2 separate regions of the Sus scrofa genome follow, and region 2 is linked to region 1. Evidence: chromatin contacts called from public HiChIP or PLAC-seq data. All regions are on one chromosome and are shown on one strand. The core of a region is the stretch at or near the end of the contact, and the rest is flanking DNA. Distances in the headings are between cores, read along the strand shown. Region 1 overlaps BPTF (nucleosome-remodeling factor subunit BPTF). Region 2 holds the start of KPNA2 (karyopherin alpha 2 (RAG cohort 1, importin alpha 1)).

Region 1 (7,648 bases), core at 5,016-7,515:
TATTACTGGAGTTCCTGTCATGGCGCAGCAGAAACGAATCCAACTAGGAACCATGAGGTTGAAGTTCGATTCCTGGCCTCCCTCAGTGGGTTAAGGAGACCCCTAACCTGGGAACCTCCATCTGCCGCAGGTGCAGCCCTAAAGAGACAAGAAGACCAAAAAAAAACTTATCACTAAATAGTAAATAAATAAAAATGTTATTACTAGAGCTCCTTTTGTGGTTCAGGTTAAGGACCAGTTGTGGTGGTGTTTTTGACAGTGAAGTACTCATATAATAATTCTTATGTTTTAAGAAAATATTGAGCATTATTTTAGCTAGTAGAATTTATTGCTAAGATGATTTACTTTGAGGAACAGTGTTCAAATGTGTACATACTAGCATCTTTTTTAAATAATTTTTTTAATCACGTTTTTTCTTCAATCTTATGGCTGCATCCCCAGCATGTTCAAGTTCCCGGGCCAGGGATTGACTCCAAGCTACAGCTGCTGCCTGTGGCAGTGCCGCATCCTTTAACCCACTGCAGTAGGCTGGGGTTTGAACCTGCACCTCTGCAGTAGTAAATTCAGATTCAGTTATTGATTTTCGTTGATGTTGTTTTGGGGTTTTTTTGTTCATTTGTTTGTTTTAGCATTACATGCTTTGTTTTTCATTTGGTATTTTATTTATTTGTTTGTTTGTTTGTTTGTTTTTTCTTTTTATCTTTTAGGGCCACACAAGCGGCACATGGAGGTTCCCAAGCTAGGGGTTGAATCAGAGCTGCAGCCTCCGGCCTGTGCCAGAGCCACAGCAACGCAGGATCTGAGCTGCATCTTCGACGTATACCACAGCTCACGGCAATCCTTAACCCACTGATCGAGGCCAGGGATCGAACCCACCTCCTCATGGATGCCAGTTGGGTTCACCAACCACTGAGCCACAACGGGAACTCCATTCATTTGGTATTTTAAATGAGAGGAGTTTTGCTTTTGTTTTCTCCTGTGAAGCCTGTTGTAGCACAGCCAACCCTTAACAAATCAAGCAAGGAGCCTGCTCCTGTTACCCACCTCACACAAAGCATGTCTTTGTCTCTCGGTAGAAACTACTACTGTCGGCGAGCTGTCGCTTCCTGGTTCTGAACCTGGAACCCAGGAGGCCTGTAGTTTTAGCCTGTTCACAGTTCTGTGTTTCTGTTCCAGAGAGACATCTCTATCCTATTCAAGCATGACTGTCTTTTCAGTTTCCTTTTTTTCTATATTTTACTATCATGGGTACGTTCTTTGGGGTGGGAGTGGTGTCAGTGAGTACCCGCTACACTGTCTTAACAATCTGATTTCCCTAAAATCCATCTCTCTCTCTCTTTTTGTTTTTGCTTTTTAGGGCTGCAGCCGTGGCATATGGAGCTTCCCAGGCTAGGGGTTGAATTGGAGCTACAGCTGCCACCTACACCACAGCCACAGCACCGCAGGACCGGAGCCACATATTTGACCTACACTACTCCTCATGGTAACGCCAGATCCTTAACCCACTGAGCGAGGTCAGGGATTGAACCCACAACCTCATGGTTCCTAGTAGGATTCATTTCTGCTGTGCCACCACAGGAACTCCTACATCTCTTTACATTATAAACACATCATATTATTTAGAAAGGTGAAACTCAAGATTTACTAGGAAAAAGTTTAAACTTTGTTTTTAAATAAAAAAGAGCTGTTGGGAGTCCCCGTCATGGCGCAATGGTTAACGAATCTGACTAGGAACCATGAGGTTGCAGGTTCGATCCCTGCCCTTGCTCAGTGAGTTAACGATCCGGCGTTGCCGTGAGCTGTGGTGTAGGTTGCAGATGCAGATCAGATCCCACGTTGCTGTGGCTCTGGTTTAGGCCAGTGGCTACAGCTCCGATTAGACCCCTAGCCTGGGAACCTCCATATGCCGTGGGAGCGGCCCAAGAAATAGCAAAAAGACCAAAAAAAAAAAAAAAAGAGCTGTTGAATCGTCACACAGCCTATCTGCCAATTTATAAGACTGTCAAGACTCTAGATGGAAGAGATTCATTAAACCAGGACCATTCTGGCTTTTTTTTTTTTTTTTTTTTTTTTTTTTTTTTTTTTTTAATGGCCATACCTACAACATATGGGAGTTCCCAGGCTAGGGGTCAAATAGGAGCTGCAGCTGTCAGCCTACACCACAGCCACAGCACCCCAGATCCAAGCCACATCTATGACCTGTGCCACAGCTCCCAGCAACACCAGATCCTTAACCCCCTAAGGGAGGCCAGGGATAGAACTCGCATCCTCACGGACGTTGCATTGGGTTCTTAACCTGCTGAGCCACAGTGTGGAACTCCACTGGTTTATTTGGTAGCATTTGTTGGTGTTTAAAAGCTTGGTTAGAGCTGTGATTTATTTACACCAAGTTTGTTCACGGTCGCCAGTCGCAGGTGATTTTTCTCTAAGGAAGTAAAAAATCCTTTAATCGTCATTTCTAAAAATAAGTGGGAGCACGAGGTAGCAAATATGTGTCTGCAAAATATTTCACATGGGGAAAATAAGGATTTTAATTTATGGCAAAATTTGTATTGCTCTCCCTGAAGTCTTAAAGTCTAGGCGTTAGGAGCACAGTCACTAAGGCACATGTGTCTCTGCTCGGGCCGGTTCGGCCGCATCTCAAGTACCATGTTCAGTTTGTGTCCAGTCTCACTCTGAGGAAGAAAGCCGGTGTGGTGCGGACACTTGAAATCACGTGCTGAGCAACGACTGAAATTGACCAGGACAGGGCCTGGGCACGCGGGCGGGCAGGGACCTTCTTTTTAGACGCTTGCTCATCTTTCTGTCCAGCCTCCTTTGAAGATGGCTAGCAGTTTTCTAGTTGTTGTGTAATCTTCAGTTTGTTTCTAGTTGTTTTAATTTGATTTAAGGTACAGTAAGAACCTTCTTGTTTGCAGTTAGCAAAACTCTGTCACCTTAGGCTGAACTATGAATCTACTGTAATGGGGAGATAACGTAAGGTCCTTGGCCAGATCATTGCATAAGTTGATTGATGGCCTTGTATTTTCTTTCCTTGACAACAGGAAGAGCTCAAGAGGGATCTGAAAATTAAGAAGGAGAAAGAGCTGGTGCAGGCCACCGCAGTAGCTGCCACCTCCCCTGCAGCACCGCCTGCCCCTCCCGCCCCCCCACCTTCGCCTCCACCTCCGCCTCCCCCCAGCACTCGGGCCCCCTGGCCACAGCCACGGCCACAGCCACGCTGCCTGTGGCTTCCCAGAAAAGGAAGCGAGAAGAGGAAAGAGACTCGAGCTCCAGATCCAAGAAAAAGAAAATGATCTCTACTACCTCAAAGGAAACGAAGAAGGACACAAAGCTTTACTGTATCTGTAAAACGCCTTACGATGAATCTAAGTGAGTAGATCTTTTTGCGCTCAAGTTTATTTTCTTAAACGTTTAGCTAAGTTTCCAGTTTTGAAGAAAAGGAGTATATCGGTAGCATTGTAAATAAAAAGTAAAAGTAAGGAGAATAATGTTTCATCTGTGGTCTTGCATCTGATATTCTTAACCTTGACACTAGAATAAAAATTGGTTATTTCACATGTTCATGATTCGTGTTTGTCCTTCATCATATTCTTTTCTGTCAAAAATAAGCTTTCTGTTGCTCCTTTGCTGTCTCTTCTTTTCTCTGGATTAACTCCAGATCCGTCAGCAATGCTGTCTGGAGAAGGAGGTGTATTACTGTCACTTTCTGGAATGTTCACAACCCCGTGACTGCATCCAGCCCCAGAGATGCCCTCGATATGAGTGGTGCAAGGGGCTTTGAGATTGAGTGGTTTTGGTTTTTTATTGTTTAATTTTAAGCAATTCCGTGTTTTTTGAATTAGAATACTGTACGCTAATATTATTTTTGTCAGAGTTCCCACTTTGTTGCTGGGGACCAAACCCAGAAAAATACAAAAAGTGATTCTTTCACCTATCCTTCAAGTGTGACACTCAAAAATTTGATAAGCATGGCAGCTGGAAGCTGTTTTTTGACAGTCATGACTTGTATTTGGTGATATATACAACATTTTAGAGACGATCTATAAGCATATTTATACTTTTTTTTCCTATCCTCATTATCACTCAACGAGGTATTTAGCTCCCATTTTCAACATTCAAACGCAGGCCAACTTTTTAAAGCCAAAATTAACCCCAATGTTAACGTTCCAGTACCAAGAAGTTTATTGGCGTGTGCTAAAAATATAATCCTTTAGAATTGGAAGTGCTTAATGTCTACCCTAAGCGGATGCCTAATCCATTTATAAAATAAAATTGTCTCTTTAATGATGTTTAAGTTGCAAGCCGAAGCTGCTTTAGTGGTGCTGTTTATTAAATTATAATCTGTTTTTGCAAGTGCTGAATCAGAACTTTTTGTTGGTAAATTTCGCTGTGTGTTGAATTAAACCCAGATCAGTGTAGGCATCTTCACGTCTCACTCCTACTTTATGAGAAATTAGACATGGTCTAGAAAGAACTCTGTTTCGTTTCCCCTGAGGAAACAAAACAGGACGTGATTCCTTGTCTTTACACAAAGATCTGCTTATGGAATTTCCTTAATAACAAAACTTTTTTGGTCATAGAATCGTAGAAATTCACTTCACCCACAACTTGTTTGTAATCCCTAAATTGCCTAAAATGCAGCACACATACATGCTCATTCTCTTGAGGTTGCTTCATTATTTTGTGGATATTTCATGTTTTTTCGTTTGTCATTTATTAACATTTCACTGTACTGAGTTCATTCACTCCCTGTTCTGGTTGGAATGAGTTAGTGTTTTTTAAGGATTATTTTGTAATCTCTTGTACCAAACTAGGCTGGTTTGGAAATCTAGTGAGAGTGACTAAAACTTTAATTTTTAAAACTTTTTTTAAAAAAACAACATTTTTTGGAGTTCTGAGCTTACTTGCAGAACACAGAGCCCACCACCTGGTGAAGGCAACATACAAAGACATTCTGAAGGCCTCCACCTGTGGCAGCGAAAATCATGCAAGAGTCATAATTCAAAAGAAAACACTTAGTGGCAGCAGAACAAACCGCACAGCTGTCTGTAAGCCTTTCCGTTCGTAGAGCAGGTTAGGCTGAGCCTGAGGACTGTTTCCATTCCCCTAGGTGAGTCTGCCGGGAAACACCTTGGTAGAACCAATGGTGTCGGCGAGGCCAGCCTCCTCCCCTGTGATTCGTGCTCCTTCTTGCCACGACCTTGACTAGTCGGTCCTCCAAAGCACCCGTCAACGTTTTTAGAGACGTGATGTGTTTGCCACAAGATACTTTTCCTTTTGCCATTTGAGATCTTATAGTACAAAAGCCTTGAGGGTTAATGAACTGTATGGAATTACCCATAGCCGCACACTCATTCAGCCCCATCTGAGAGAACCTCTTGGGGTTTACATCACTCTCTAGGCTGTGTCCCTGGTTTTGAACTAAAGTAGTTCCTTACCAGCTAGTTAACCTGGCCACCCTCCACGTTGTCATACACGTTACATTAACTGAGAAACTGACCCATATCATCATCTTACAATTAGATTAAATTCCAGTGTTTATGTAGAAAACTTGGTAGGAACTGAATTACTCCATGTACCTTTTTTGGTTCTCTTCTTCATATCATATTTTGACCATTTATTTCCTGCACCTGGCTGACCTGCATGTTCCTTGTAGTGTAACTTCTACTTGGTGTTTGCGCTTTGCTTTGTTTCCAAATTTAAATCGTGAGATACATTTTCAAACCTATCTAAGGAATAGCCCCGATTTCGAAATGGCTTCTGTGGCATAGGTTTGACAGATGTAAGTCTTTGATTCTCTGGCTTTGGTTTCTGTGCCTGTTACAGTTTTACACACGTTCATTAAGAGGAAGACATTACCATCAGTGTGTTGTTTATTTTTTCAAATTCCAGTATGTTTTTAAAGACCCACATTTCACTAAACAGTGTATTTGTTGCAATTGATGTGAGTGACTTTATGTTTCCACACTTGACACAGTGTCCGATGCTGTAGTTTGTCAGGGTTAGGATGGTTGGATTCAGTATGTTTAGCTGACTCATTGCAGAAAGTTATCCTATAAGAACGTGCATCAGGACAGGGAAGACAGATTGACGTACCATGCAGCTCAAAATGACAATTACATTGTCATTTTCATTGTGAATACTTTTAGGTTCTATATTGGCTGTGATCTTTGTACTAACTGGTATCATGGAGAATGTGTTGGCATCACAGAAAAGGAGGCTAAGAAAATGGATGTGTACATCTGTAATGATTGTAAACGGGCACAAGAGGGCAGCAGTGAGGAATTGTACTGTATCTGCAGAACACCTTATGATGAGTCACAGTGAGTTCTGATAAGAGCATCATATTTAATAATTCAGGAAGCCAAATTGCTCTGACTGGTTACTTATTTATTTTAAAATAAAAAGCAAGATTTTTTTTTCTGCATATATTATATACACTTACATTACAAATTCCTTTCCAATTTTTTTTACTTTTCTTCCCTCTTTACCTCCCCTTCAAAATTTATGTTGCTTCATAGTGAATGTTTGAGATGCATTGGGGAAAATGTGGTTTAATGGTAGACTTGATTCTTCAATATGTAACATGGAAATTAATGAGATTAAAATAGCCTGACTTGTTTGGACTTTATCAGTGTTTTGAAATGGTGCTTTAATGCAGGTTAGAAAAACACTAATTTGGGTACAAGCTTTGAGACTCTGTTATTAGCTTTTAGGATTTTGGGTGGCCAAAATCAGCTTCCCATTTGATAGGGTACTAGTTGAAAGATTTTTGTCTTTGTTTCGAGCTTTAAAGTCAATTGAATGTCTTACTTTTTTTTTCCCGTATTGGTTCTCTGATTTTGACAGTGTCCTTAAACCTTTAATGCTTGTTCTTAACATCAGAAATACTAAATTAACACATTGGAATGTCGATCTTCAAAAGTATTAAAACGATTATAATACTAAAACTATTTTATATCCCAGGGTTAAAGTGTTTCCTAATGCATGTTTTATTACTTCTTAAAGTATAGTATAAGCAATGTGATCCCATCTGTTTTGAACTCACATTTCCATTTCGGATCTTACAGATTTTATATTGGCTGCGATCGGTGTCAGAATTGGTACCATGGGCGCTGCGTTGGCATCTTGCAAAGTGAGGCAGAGCTCATTGACGAGTATGTCTGTCCACAGTGCCAGTCAACAGAGGATGCCATGACAGTGCTCACGCCGCTGACGGAGAAAGATTATGAGGGTTTGAAAAGGGTGCTGCGTTCTTTACAGGTAGGAAACCAGTCTGGACAGCATTTAAAGGTGAAGCTCGCCAGCGTGGTCTTGGAAACACTTCTGGGGCTTGAACTTTGCAATCCTGGAATACATGATTAGTTACTGACTCTCAGGTAGCGAAGTCGACAGACCTCAGTCCTTCCTGTGCCGATGTCATGCCGGTTACCAGATCCACACACTGGCTCAACCGTTGTTTATCTAATGCTTATATTTAAAAATGAGTCTTGGAGATCCCGTCATGGCTCAGTGGTTAACGAATCCGAGTTGGAACCGTGAGGTTACGGGTTCAATCCCTGGCTAGTGGGTTAAGGATCCAGCGTTGCTGTGGCTGTGGTGTGGGCTGGCAGCCGTAGCTCTGATTTGACCCCTAACCTGGGAA
Region 2 (6,688 bases), core at 3,257-5,756, 43 kb after region 1:
GAGACCGGTGAGCCTGCTGGAGGCCTGAGCAGGCCAGGCAGAAGCCCACGTAACCTTCAAGGAGTTGTCCTGCACAGTCCGTGGGCTGAATATTGCCATCTGAGAGCCGTCTTGCCTTTGGGGACCAAGGAGACATGGCGACTGTCCATTGTTCCCAGACCCTGCCTACAGATGGGAGGCTGGAGACGATGCAGTTCAAGTGTTGGGGGGAGTTCCCTAGTGTTCCAGTGGTTAGGATTTGGCGACTGCTGTGGCCGAGGTTCAGTCCCTGGCCTGGGAACTGAGATCACACATCACGCTGATGCACGCTGCAGATCCCTCCCCACAAAAGACAAGATTTTTTGAGCATTTACTGTATGCAAGAACCTAATGTGGCCCACTCTGAGATTCCATGAGCGGAGCTAGAAATTATCCCCTGGGCTTATTTATTTGCCACCGTGCTCTGGTTTTCAAATTCAGCACTACATTTCTAATCTTAAAAAAGGATGGTAGGAGTTCCCGTCGTGGCTCAGTGGTTAATGAATCCGACTAGGAACCATGAGGTGGTGGGTTCGATGCCTCGGCTTGCTCAGTGGGTTAGGGATCCGGCGTTGCCGTGATCTGTGGTGTAGGTGGCAGACGCGGCTCAGATCCCGCGTTGCTGTGGCTCTGGCGTAGGCCGGCGCTACAGCTCCGATTGGACCCCTAGCCTGGGACTCTCCATATGCCGAGAGAGAGGCCCTATAAAAGGGAAAAAGACAAAAAAAAAAAAAAAAAAAAAGGATGGTAACGGTATCAGCTATATTTTCTCATTGATTGCGTGGGGATTTTTTTTTTTTGGCCTGCACCTGAGGCATGCAGAAGTTCCTGTGCCAGGGATAGAACCAGTGCCACAGCAGCAACCTGAGCCACTGCAGTGAGGACACCGGATCCTTAACCCGCTGAGCCGCATGGGAACTCCTGGTTTTCTTTTTAAAACACTTTTAATTTTGGATAATTTCAGATTTATATGAAAGTTGCGAAGATAGAACTGAGGGCTCCCATGTACCCTTCATTCACTTTCTTTTAATGTTAACATCTTACGTAACCATGTACATTTGTCACGAGGAAGAAATCAACATTGGTAGACTGCTGGTCACTAACTAGAGAATGTATTCAGAGTCCGCTTTTTTTTTTTTTTTTTTTTTCCATGAACATCCAAGCTCAAATCCAGGTATGACACTGCATTTAGTATTTTGCTGTTTTTCAAGAGTAGGAGTTAACTCAGTGATATTCGTCTTATACAAGTTTTACAAGAAGAGTTTAAACTTTTCTAGTCAACTGAACCAGTCTGAAAAGCGTAAAAACTCGATTGTATTTCTTTTATTGCAAATCAAATACACACACACAAACCTTATGATCCAGCTGTAATTTGTTGTTCATAATACTTTAGGGACAGAAACCATAAATTATATTTATTATATTTGTATGTTTTAATACAGTTAAAAACACAGTTGCTTATACATTCTCCTTAGTACTGGAAATAAGTCTGGAGTCAACACAGTTGGATCTGCTCACACTGTGAGCAGGATGGGATAAGGATGGGGAGGAAGTTTTGTCTGTGTGGCTGCCCATGGAAAACTCAGTTTATTCATTTATTTTTAATTTTATTGGAGTATAGTTGACGTAAACGTTGTAGTAATTTCAGGTGTACAGCAAAATACATATAAACTCAATTTAAAAAGGCAGAGAAAGAGGTGATGCCATCTGTCAAATTGGCGGTTCCTTTTCCTCAACCTTTTTCCTTTAAAGACCCGTATAAACTAAATGATTCTGTAGGTGAGATTGTGACTTTCACTTGCAAGTTCTCACTTGCAGTGCTGTTAAAACACGGAGATGCATTTCCTAATTTGTAAGTACAACAGACCTCATAGCTCTGTAGAGAAAGCGAAATAATGACATTTCAAAATCTACTTTGAGTTCTAAGTGCCTGTAATCACTTTTTTCCCCTTGCACCAAAATTAGTCTGTGTACGACCCAGATGGGACTCGAACCCACAATCCCCAGCTCCGGAGGCTGATGCCTTATCCATTAGGCCACTGGGTCACCACAGGATCCGCGTTCTCACACCATCTCCTTACGCGATGCCATCATCGCGCCCCGCCCCCGAGCTTGGCGGCCTCACGTCGGGCGGCGTGGGATTTGGGAGCCGCCCCCAGCGACGGCAAAATGCGCCTGCGCTCTCGGCCCCGCCCGCCCTCAGCCCCGCCCACCAACCTAGCCTCCCCGCGCATGCGCGTTGTCCTCCCCACCCGCCTTCCCCGATGGTGCGTGGCCTGCCTGCGGGATTCTCTGCGCCGCAGTGAGTGGCCTCCTACCTGTTGGGTTCTTACGGTAAAGGTCTCAGCACTGGCTGCATACTAGATATTAAGCGCACTTGGGGAATTGTAAAGAAAATTCCGAAGCCTGTCCTCCATCCCACCCCGTTCTAATTCTATTCACCTGGGTAGGCCCAGGCCTCTGCATTTTACAGAGTTCAGGCCCCTTCCTCTGCCGGAAGGTTCTCCTGCATCCCCCTCAACCTTTCCTTCTTTATCAAACTACTTCTTTTTCATTCTTGCATTTAGTCAACGTACATTAATTGGATAACCCATTAAGGAAGGCAACTGTTAGGTCGTTGCAGGGTGAACAAAATTTTCTTCAAATTTGCCCGTCTAGGTTTGAATGCCATTTGTTCCTGTGTGAACCTGACAAGTTACTTAACCACCCGCTCTTCTCTTCTGTGAAATGGAACAGATAGTAATACTACCTCACAGAATTGTGAAGATGAATTTTCATATCGGTAATACCAAACACTTCTAGGCACGTAATACCGATATTTTCATGCAAAAGAAAGCCCAATTACACTAACTTAAACAACAAAGGAAGTGATGATATAATTATCACAAAGGATGATATAATTGCAGCCTTCTGAGGTAGGTCAGGATGGTGATCAAAGCTTTCATGGTTTCTCTACAATTGTCTTAACTCAAATTTCTAGAACTCACATCACTCAGTTCGGAACAGAGCCTGCTTTCCCACCTCCAATCATTAAACAAAAAGCATAGGCTTCACAACTGGATGAAATTAGGTCAGATGACTGCCCCTGAGCCATTCATTGTAGCAAAGGGAATGCCTTGCAGTGACTGGTTTACAGGTGAATTCCTTCCACGTTTTCGCATTTGGGCAGATAGGATTATACTGATTGGGTAGGTGAGAGGAGACAACCTCCTGTGATTCCCTTGGCTGCTACACAGTGCATGAAGCTGGCAAAAATGCCTGCAAGAAGAGACGAAGACCATTGTTTGAATTTATAGTAAAAAACACACAAACAACAAAACCAATACAGCTTTTCTTAAAAATACCCTTTTCAGAATACGGAAAAATTATGAAAACAAAGTGGCCTATAACACTGACATTACGAGAACCATCACTGATGCTTTTTTAAAAATTACAAGAAAATGCAAGCATTTTATTCAGAAATGTATAAATTGTAGCATAAGTCATTACTGGAACAACTGACAAAATTTGAACATGGACTATATAATAAATCACATCGAAGTTCAGATGTCTTGAATTTGATGATTGTGGAGTGGTTATATAACAGAATGTCCTTATCCTTCCAAGGTGCAACCCAAAATATTTAGGGATAAAGGGACATGATTTCTCAAACTTACCCTTCAAAAGGTTGAAAAGTATCATGTAAAAGCTATGCATATGGGCCTACTAGTACGTGTGGGTATTTACACAGAGAAAGAAATAGTAAATGTGGCAAATGTTAACACTTGGCAAATATGCATAAAGATTTATAGTTCTTTTGTATTTGAAAATAAAAAATAAGACTGGAGAAACAGATGTAGTAAACCTTTTGTTACCATTACTTGTGCCGTCTATGCAGTCTTTTATGATGCAAGTTAGAAGAAAAAAAAAACTAAACTAAAAAGTGCAGCACAAATCTGCTTTATCCATCCCCTCCTTGGTGGCCCTGCTAACCTTTGGTGGCCTTTTTCTTCTGAGTCCTATCAGAGAAAAAAATACATAGCAATGTATTTCTATATCGAAATTTTAAAAATTATTTGGGGAATCATTTGTGGTTCTCTTAAGGCAGACGCCAAGGGTAACGACCAACCACTGTACACGAGTAAACCCTCGGTAAAGGACCGAGGCTATGGCCAAGGCGGGCTGGAAACTAGCCCTTCGCGCTGCACGCCGGGACCTGAAGGCTGCCGCCTCCGAACTGCGGGGCGCTCTGGGATCGCCCGGCCGCTCCCTCATCTCGCGATGCTATCGTATCTTCTGGGCCCTCTGACCCCTCCCAACGTGTTTTTCAAATCCACCAATGGACGTCTAGCATAAGCTCGAACCAGCCAATCGGAATGCGGAGCCACCGGGAAATTTAAATCGCGCCGGCTGCACGAGCCACACTGTCCTCGCGCTGACCGTGGTGGACGTTTTGAGAGACCCTGAGCCGCAGCCTGAGCGCCCCTGACCGCCTCCTGTGGAAGCCTGAGCCGGCTGTGTAGGTACGAACCTAGGCCGCAGTCCGGCCTGAGTGGCAACGGCTGGCCTGTAGGCCGGGCTCGGCTTGTGGGTGGCGGGAGGGAAGGCCCGGGCTATACGCCTGGCCTAGCTTTGGCTTCTTTGGTTGACGAGGCCTTTGGGGTCGTTCGTTTACGAGACGGGTGTTTGGGGATGCGGGTGCTTGGGTTTTAGGGCCCGAGGCTCTGCAAACCGCCGCAATGGCATTTACTCGAGAATCAGAGTGAGGCCCGAGGGCGAAAGCCCAAGTAGGTTGCCGGGCGCCTCTGGCTCCTCCTCCGTCAGTTCCCGGCTGCTCCTTCCCCGAAATGGGGCGGGGAGGGGGGAGCAGGGGAAGGGACTGGAGATGGAGGTGGCAGTTGGAAGTGCTGTCTCTTAAAACACGTCGGCCCTGGGTTGGTTGTGTCACTATTTCGTAAAAGAACAAAATGAAATTAAAGATAGCCCCCTCCCCCCCTTAGGAGGACTTTTCCTTTTGTGATCTTTTGGGGAGTGCGCTTAAGTAGCCACGTCTGAGTGAAGCACAGCTGGGGATATCAACCTAATTTGGTGCATTCACTCGGAATTCCTCGAAAGTGTGCGAGATGCTGAAGATGAAGAACTGCGTCGCGAGTTTTCAGTGTGGACAGGACATTTTATGAAAGACTCCATAACGTAATGATGAGTCAGATTTTTAACAACTTTCAACTGTGGAGAATGTACCTGTTAGGCCATTTAAAGACAGTGGAGCCTCCAGAGGATCTGAATTTATGGCCCCTAGGACAAAGATTTTACCTATAAGCTCAGTCCCCCTACTCCGAGTTCAGTTAAGTATTTGTAGATCCTCTATAGAGTCTAGAGCCGCTCTGTGCAGTGCGGTAGTCGCCAGACGCAAGTGGCTAGTCTGAATCGAGTTGTGCTGTAAGCTTAAAGTACAGATCTTGAAGAATTGGTAGGAAAAAAGAATGTGAAATATCTCAGTAATTTTTTTGATATTTTAACGTGTGGAAATGAGAATATGTTGGATGTGTTGGGTTAAATATTAAAATTAATTTCATTTGTTTCTTGTTACTTTTTTTAAACAAAATGTGGCTACTAGGAAATTTAAATTTAGGCTGCTTGCTTTATATTTCTGATGGACAGCACTGCTCCAGGAAGTCTCAGCCCTTCGGAGGGGAGGGGCCAAATATCCTTTGGCTAAAACTACATAGTGCTGAAAAAGGAAGTTCCTCTTCCATTACAAAAGTGTGGATTCAATATGTTTTCGATAATTCCCTTGATGCTTACCGTATTGCCAATCAAAATGATAAAAGGGAATTTTTTTTCTCTCCCTCATCTTATAGATACCTCCCTCCCTTTGTCTCATAACCATGTCCACCAATGAGAATGCTAATTCACCAGCTGCCCGCCTTAACAGATTCAAGAACAAGGGGAAAGACAGTACAGTGAGTACTTTCTGTTGCTTTCCTGTGGTATTTTTTAAATGGCAATATATTTGAAGGGGTCAAAACTTTGAAGGAATTTGAAAAAAATGCCATCACTTGGCAACAAAAACTGGTGTAATAGGTGAAATGATATGTAATTTTCTCTCAAGGAAATGAGGCGGCGCCGAATAGAAGTTAATGTGGAGCTGAGGAAAGCTAAGAAGGATGACCAGATGCTGAAAAGGAGAAATGTCAGCTCTTTTCCTGATGACGCTACTTCTCCACTGCAGGAAAACCGCAATAACCAGGTAAGGATATTTCAGCTTGTGATTATGGTAAACCCAGAAAATCAATATGGGTCTTTTCTTAGAAATTTAAATAACATTCCTAGCTTTATAGTCTTAACTATCAAATGTGAAGATCTTTTATTTTTGTGCTCCCAGTCAGTAATTCTAGTGAGCTGTCTTCTTTCCTTCCCACACTTAATAATCTACTAAAGTTGATTCCAAGATTGTCTTTGGCTCTGATCTCCCTTCAAGACTACCTGCATTTCTAGCTGTCAGCTTCGGACCTTGACCTGGTCATTCAAGTGTTAAGTGAAAGTGTGTGCAGGACCAACTTATTTCTACCTTTGTCTTTCTTGATTTTTTTTTTTTTTTTTGCTTTTTAGGGCTGCACCCTTGGCATATGGAATTTCCCAGGCTAGGGGTCGAATTGGAGCTACAGCTGCCAGCCTAACCACACCCATG

The links. HiChIP or PLAC-seq counts read pairs in DNA pulled down with a chosen protein or histone mark.
Region 2: an H3K27ac HiChIP or PLAC-seq map of alveolar macrophages shows a contact between it and region 1. The contact joins the promoter of KPNA2 here to the enhancer-like site in region 1. A contact is called at or near these places in 1 of 5 promoter capture datasets (liver), 8 of 47 Hi-C or Micro-C datasets (embryonic fibroblasts, heart right ventricle, liver and 2 more) and 1 of 2 datasets of contacts at active chromatin or transcription factors (alveolar macrophages).

The regions. Positions count from the first base shown.
Region 1 is chr12:14,236,281-14,243,928 of Sscrofa11.1, forward strand. BPTF (nucleosome-remodeling factor subunit BPTF) reads left to right here. Exons shown (of 31, transcript XM_021068118.1): 26 at 3,045-3,174; 27 at 3,177-3,372; 28 at 7,074-7,266. Among named protein-coding and RNA genes, the nearest start is that of C12H17orf58, 22 kb to the right of the region's middle. Within about 2 kb of position 6,266, at least 3 of the 83 cell types and tissues checked have an H3K27ac peak or open chromatin away from gene starts, as enhancers often do. A contact at or near this core is called in alveolar macrophages, where this site is marked.
Region 2 is chr12:14,280,806-14,287,493 of Sscrofa11.1, forward strand. KPNA2 (karyopherin alpha 2 (RAG cohort 1, importin alpha 1)) reads left to right here and starts at 4,507. Exons shown (of 11, transcript NM_001163404.1): 1 at 4,507-4,520; 2 at 5,859-5,960; 3 at 6,110-6,247. The coding sequence starts at 5,886. TRNAR-CCG (a tRNA gene) reads right to left here and starts at 2,064; the gene lies at 1,992-2,064.